Linked DNA regions of Zea mays: region 1 is linked to region 2. A link is a contact called in public Hi-C data. All regions are on one chromosome and are shown on one strand. The core of a region is the stretch at or near the end of the contact, and the rest is flanking DNA. Distances in the headings are between cores, read along the strand shown.

Region 1 (3,185 bases), core at 424-2,923, 400 kb after region 2:
CTGACATTTCACATGAGCACTTTAATAAATCTTGGACTGTTGAGCAGCGTGCGGGGTGCAGAGCGCCTACGGGCATCCGAGGAGCGCCGCCTCCTGATCGGGTGGCAGGTCACGTCCCCTGGGCTCAGGCGGCGTGACGCTGACCGTCGCGTCGCCATCGGCGGCTAGGTCGCTCATGGGTTTATGATCACGCTGACAGCTAGTCTGTTACGCATGCATGCATGGGATTTCGGAACAGAACTTCTACTACTAATCTTCGTTATTTCTGCTTTCATATGTACAAGCAAAGGTTTAGATGTCCGCTGAGTAGAATTCTGAGGGGATAGACTAGACTAGAGATGGCAATTCTTTTTGGGTATGTGCATGTCTTCCACGCTGACGACCGTCGAAAACCCAGAAACGAAACTGAGACCGGTCGGTAATTCCTTGGGTAGGAGTAGGAATGCACATGGGCTTCCGGACAGATCTGTTTACACTCCACAGGGACAGGGTGGTGGTCCTGTGGCAATTTGCCATGGAAACCGCACAATTAATGGCCTAACTGATCCACTGTTCCTACCATGGCTCCACTGTATGCGTTGTATTGTAACTGGGCATAGTTTTCACAGAGGCCTCCTACAGTCCTACTCCATCTGCAAAGTTCTGACCTCAGAGTTTTTTTTCTTCTTTTTGCCTTTCTTTGTTTTTTCCATATATAACAACAGAGGAAAAGAACGCTGCTCAGACAGTTGTGCTTTCAGGATTCAGAGAGCAGGGAAAGGCATCCTTCCCCTCATCTCTTCATCAGAAACCGAGGAGCAGAGCGGAACGAGTTGCTGAAAATGCCGAGAGGGTCAGATCAATTGCGCAGCGACACGGCGCGCGTCCTTTTCACCTGCAAGCGGCAATCGGCTTCACCATAACTCCCGCGCGCCCGGAACAGTGTAGGGCCAGATGAAGAGCGGAGCAGGAGCAGGACGCTGCCGCCTGCCACTGCCACTGCCAGGCACAGTAAACTGCCCCAGACCAACATGCATCTCAATTCTCAGCTGTGGATGCTCCGGCAGCCACTCAAGATGAGCTCGCGCCAGATGCAGTCAAACATCCGGATTCGTACCGCCAGGAAAATTTAAAAAACCTGCTACTAAGCTAGGCAGCAGCAGCAGCACGGCGCCCGACGCGGCCAGGAGACGACGACCGGAGAATGCGGCACGGGCGAGAGCCATGGGAGTTTAAGCGCATGCATGAACACGCAGCTCGGCCGGCGCGCCGTCACTATCCATCTGTACGAGTACGACGACGGCGACCCTGCTGGGTAGCCGCCGCGCTCTCCCGTAGCCCGCGGCGAACCAAGCCGGCCGGCCAGCCGCGCACCAACCGCTGTCGCCATCTATCTGCCGGAGACGTACCACCACGTACCTTTGGTTCGTTTGCTGGCACCCGGGCCTCGGTCGGCCGCCCGGCGGCCCAACGGTGGCGCACGTGCAGCGCGCATGACGAGGGGGGGACGGGAAAAGCGGGGTGCGCCGCCTGACGTCTGGGCCACCCTTGGCCGTGGCCGCACGGAAAGCCAGGAAGATTCTCGCCAACCCGGCCGGCGCTGGCGCACTGCCGCACTGGTCAGTCACTCAGTCAGTACTACTACTGGGGTACTCTCGGTCTCGGCTGCACGCACGTACGGGAAGTCGCCCAGGCCCCAGCTAGTAGCTAGGGCACCGCGCACGCGGCACGCCCCGGCCCCCGCTCTATTTATGCCGCTAGCTAGCGACACCGACCAGGTCACTTCATTCCCTTGTCACTAGCTAGATCGACTGACTGGAGAGGAGCTATCGTCTACCTCTGGGCGAGCTGCGTGTCCCTGCCGTCCTTCTCGCTCCTGTGGTCGCCGCGCGCGGCGCTGCGATGGGGCGGTCGCCGTGCTGCGAGAAGGAGGCCGGGCTGAAGAAGGGGCCGTGGACGTCCGAGGAGGACCAGAAACTGCTGGCCTTCATCGAGCAGCACGGACACGGCTGCTGGCGCTCGCTGCCGGCCAAGGCCGGTGAGGATCCGACGACGGAGCTCGACGATATATCCATCGACCTCACGTTTTCTTCGCATTCCATTCGTTTTATTATATTTGCCATCCAGCAGAATATAATGCTCATCTATGCGTGTGCGTCTCTCTGCAGGTCTGCGGCGGTGCGGCAAGAGCTGCCGGCTCCGGTGGACCAACTACCTGCGGCCGGACATCAAGCGGGGCAAGTTCACGCTGCAGGAGGAGCAGACCATCATCCAGCTCCACGCTCTCCTCGGCAACAGGTGATCATTCTTCATCATCATGCACTTGTTTCGCTTTGCCATGCATGACACAGCACAGCTCGCGTGTGCCTCGTGCTCGCGTCGGCAGGAATGTCGTGAGTGAAACTGAGGCCGGCGTGGCAAAAGGAGTACTATACATCTTGTCTGTAACAACGTGCATGGGTGAAACTGAGGTGTGGCAAAAAGAGTAGAGTACTCGCATCGCACGGGGCCAGTTTATTGGTCTTGTCACGTTTGTCATTAATGTTGGCGCGAGCCCGCTTGCCTCGCTGTGCCTCGCCATCCATGTCAGGGCGTTGGACCATCGTCACCGCCCGCTTGTCGCCCTGGCCATGCCATGTTGACCTCGCCACGCCCCCATCATTGCTGTCCGTCCTACTCCACCACGAGCTCCTTCAATGCACCCCCCCTACACGCCTCTAACCATTACGCCAAACCTTCTTTACTGTTCGAGTTACTAGTAACATTGCTTGCTTCATCAGAGGTGAAAAAAAAATGACTGACAATGACATGCCCTCGCGCAACCCGCAGGTGGTCGTCGATCGCGACGCACCTGCCCAAGCGCACGGACAACGAGATCAAGAACTACTGGAACACGCACCTCAAGAAGCGGCTCGCCAAGATGGGCATCGACCCCGTCACGCACAAGGCCCGCGCCGACGTCGTGGGAGGCTCCTCTGGCGCCGGCAACAACTCTGGAGCGCGCTACAGGGCCGCCGCGCACCTCAGCCACACGGCGCAGTGGGAGAGCGCGCGCCTCGAGGCCGAGGCGCGTCTGGCGCGCGAGGCCAGGCTGCGTGCCCTTTCCTCGCCGCCGCCGCCGCCAGGGCCCGGGCCGGGCCCCGCGTTTAGCGGGCTCGAGTCGCCGACATCGACTCTGAGCTTCTCCGAGAGCGTGCTGTTCGCCA
Region 2 (3,501 bases), core at 989-3,488:
AGGATAAAGGTGTCAGGCCACCTTTGCATTAAATGCTCCTGCGATTTGGTCGGTCGGTGCGGCGATTTAGTCAGGGTTGCTTCTTAGCGAAGGCAGGGCCTCGGGCGAGCCAGAAATATGTTCGCCGTTGGAGGGGGGCCTCGGGCGAGACGGAAATCCTCCGGGGTCGGCTGCCCTTGTCCGAGGCTAGGCTCGGATGAGGCGTGATCGAGTCGCTCGAATGGACTGATCCCTGACTTAATCGCACCCATCAGGCCTTTGCGGCTTTATGCTGATGGGGGTTACAAGCTGAGAATTAGGAGTCTTGAGGGTACCCCTAATTATGGTCCCTGACAGGCTTGTTCGGTTAGCTCTCAATCTATATGGATTGAGTGAGATTGAGTGGGTTTAAATCCCAAGCAAGTTAAACTTCTTCTTAATTTTTTTCAATCTCATTCAATCCATGGGTAACGGGATTAACCGAACAAGGCCTAAGGTGAGGAGTTGCTCCAACAACTTCCTCCGTAATTCACCCTACATGGGAGGAAACTCCCCTCATATATATAAGGTGAGTTCTAATCCTCACACTTTAATTACTTTATTTCTTTGTGATATTAACATCTTTTAAGTACTTTTTCAAGTATTGTAACATAAAATCAACGTGTATTATGGTCGCATAGATGGCATATGATTTTTTTAATTTTCAAAAACTGATTAAAATGATAAATAATTGAATTATAGTATATAAAGGGAGTTAGATACGGTGAATGGTTGTTAGAGACATTCTCTATGTGAGAAAATATGTTTTGAGATGATATAATAAAATATAATACAAAATATGGATATAGAAGAAACGAGCAGAAATGGTTGAAGATGGTCTCAGCCCCCAACTTCTCACCCCTTCTCCCTCCACAAACCTCCGCCCAAGCTAGCAGCCTCTTGGTGCTCCAGCGCACCTCGTCTCCCTCCTGTTTACCCTTGCATCCCACAGAAATCAAGCAGCAAAACCACTGCACCAGAGATATCTTTACATGTTTATATAAATTAATTAGTTTGCAGTCAGTATAACAAATATGTTCGAGGTCTTACATATGACCGTCTAAACTCCTTTAGGCCTCGTTCGTTTTGGCTGGATAAGCCCATTCCCTGCCTTATTCCGGCAGGAACGAATCAGCACAGTTTAGAATCTGGTCCAGTCTCCTAGAGTTGTTCGTTTTGATCTGGGCTGGAAACAAACCCATCTGATTTTAATTCCCATCCCTCAATCCTTGGCCTGGAACGAGTCCAGGTGACCTACCTTCTGGACTGGATCCGGATCTGGAAACGGGCTGGTGACAGGAATAAATGACAACCCATGATTCACTCGATCCTGGGCTGGCTTTGTTACTGACCTGACTTGGATCTTGAGCTGCCGAACAAGACCTTAAAGTAATAATATATACATATTGATCATGGTGGAAATAATGCAGGTAAAATAATAATATGCATATAATATTATAATGGCGAAACATGTATTTCCGTATTTGTGAAATATGTGCCAGGCAACACAAAAATCGTTGTATTACGATCAATTTGCATATAAACAATTTTAGGCGTAATACACACGAACCTTATAAAATCTACGGTTTCACAACATCTCCGGCCAAACGATTTTTTAACTTTTTCACATCCGACAGCTCACAGCAACTTTTCTATATAAATAGCTGAACCTAAGCACTTCACAATCACATGGCATAATTATTAGCCTTGGTCTAATAAATGTTGTTAACATGTCCAAAAGTTAAACTTTACTAATCTTAAAGCTATCTTAATCATTCTGGTACACAGTTGACTGTAACATGTTTTGTTTTGGCACCACGCAACGGTTATACCACATTTTTAGACCAAGAGATGCAGTCGCACAGCCATTCATTCACAAATCAACAGCGCTGAATCCTGGATGGGTGCATTTGCGGGGGTAGTTAGCAAATACTACCCGTCAGGGATCTATTAATGGATTCTGGATAATGTTCAAGCGGGAATCCGAATACCCGTTCGTTACAGATCGCCAGCGATTTACACATACTCTGACTGTCATGTGGGACCAGAACCGGCGGGAGCCACATGTCATCTAAGGTAATCTAATCCGCACGGTTCCGTCACTTGGCGCACGATAAAAAGCCGCGAGACGAACGCGAACGAAGTGCGGGAAATAGTTTCTCTCTCTCTTCTTCTTGTAAGATATTTCGGAGTAGGAAGTGCGTGCCTTCCTCGCAGCTCATTCGCCGAGGTAACATCCCCTGCCCTTCCTCACATTTCCTCCCTGTTCGTCCGTAATAGTCGTTTCCGAACCTTGCGTTTCGTGGGATTTGTCGAGGCGAGGGCTTCGATTTGACCCAGGAATCGCCCAAATCCGCTTGTCTTCGACTTCAGTTCATCCCCACGAATTTCTAGGGTTTTAGTGTCGATTTTGTCCCCCTTCATTACATTTGATTGGCGGTGAATTGGGCCCCGTTTTGATGATTCCTTGGGTTCGTTGGACGGCAGGAAACGAGATCCTCTAGAGGTTTGTGCTGTTTAGCGTGAGTTTTTTTGGGGCCGATTTGCTTTGCTCGCATGGGGGATCATGTCGCGGTGGATGTTGGGGAGCTCGTAGCGTCCCGAGTCGGTGAGGCAGCGGGGCTAGTGTCCGGCGCCAAGGAGGAAACAGAGGCGCTGATTGGGATGGTGGAGTGCCGCATTTGCCAGGAGGAGGACCTCAGGAAGAACCTCGAGAGCCCCTGCGCTTGCAACGGCAGCCTCAAGGTGCGTGCTGGCTTACTTCTCTTCAAACCAGAGATTCTGGGTCCATCATCCCATCTTGCTTATGCTGTTTGCCTCTGGTTCATTCTATTGTCAATTCATAGATGAGAAATTCTTAAATCTAAGTATATAAAATGCACGCATCAACAAAGCAAAATATCACATTAAGACTTAGCCTGAAGCTTTGTTAGGGCGTAACATAGCTGTTGGTTTCCATGCTGATTGCTAACTTATGCACTCTGTATAAGTTGTTACTTCAGATGTTGTGGCCTTTCAGATAAATCTCCATATTAGGTTCCTCTTCACTTGTGATATAAATCCTGTTTGGTGCTGTGGCTCATGATATTTTCATGAAAAAGTAGTTGCACAAAGTGATGCTAGCAGAGTAGATAAAAGCATGCCTGGTTTAATCGTCGATGTTGCTTAGAGCTTAGGACATTCTTTGCACTTGTTGTTAGCTACTTTTTGTAACCTTAACAAACAAGTAACAAGGGCTAGGTATCTTTTGTGGGTTGCCTTCAACTGAATACATCGGTCATTATCATTGTTTATAAGTGGTCTAACCGCCTACCTAAGTTTGTCTTTTACCATCCTGTATGTGCAAACCATTGCATAAATCTGTTTGCTAATTTTGTTATACTACATCTGTTCGCACAGTATGCTCACAGAGAATGTGTGCAACGATGGTGCAATGAGAAAGGGGATACAATCTGTGAAATCTGCCATGAGGTAAACAATTGT

The links. Hi-C and Micro-C count contacts between places; a contact is called where the count stands out from the background.
Region 1: a Hi-C map of bundle sheath shows a contact between it and region 2, with 3 times the contacts expected there. The contact joins the promoter of LOC100279555 here to the promoter of LOC100284488 in region 2. A contact is called at or near these places in 2 of 25 Hi-C or Micro-C datasets (bundle sheath and leaf).

What each region holds. Positions count from the first base shown.
Region 1 is chr5:180,298,374-180,301,558 of Zm-B73-REFERENCE-NAM-5.0, forward strand. LOC100279555 reads left to right here and starts at 1,674. Exons shown (of 3, transcript NM_001351795.1): 1 at 1,674-2,017; 2 at 2,148-2,277; 3 at 2,809-3,185. The coding sequence starts at 1,882.
Region 2 is chr5:179,898,092-179,901,592 of Zm-B73-REFERENCE-NAM-5.0, forward strand. LOC100284488 (protein binding protein) reads left to right here and starts at 2,239. Exons shown (of 7, transcript NM_001157383.1): 1 at 2,239-2,763; 2 at 3,418-3,489. The coding sequence starts at 2,575.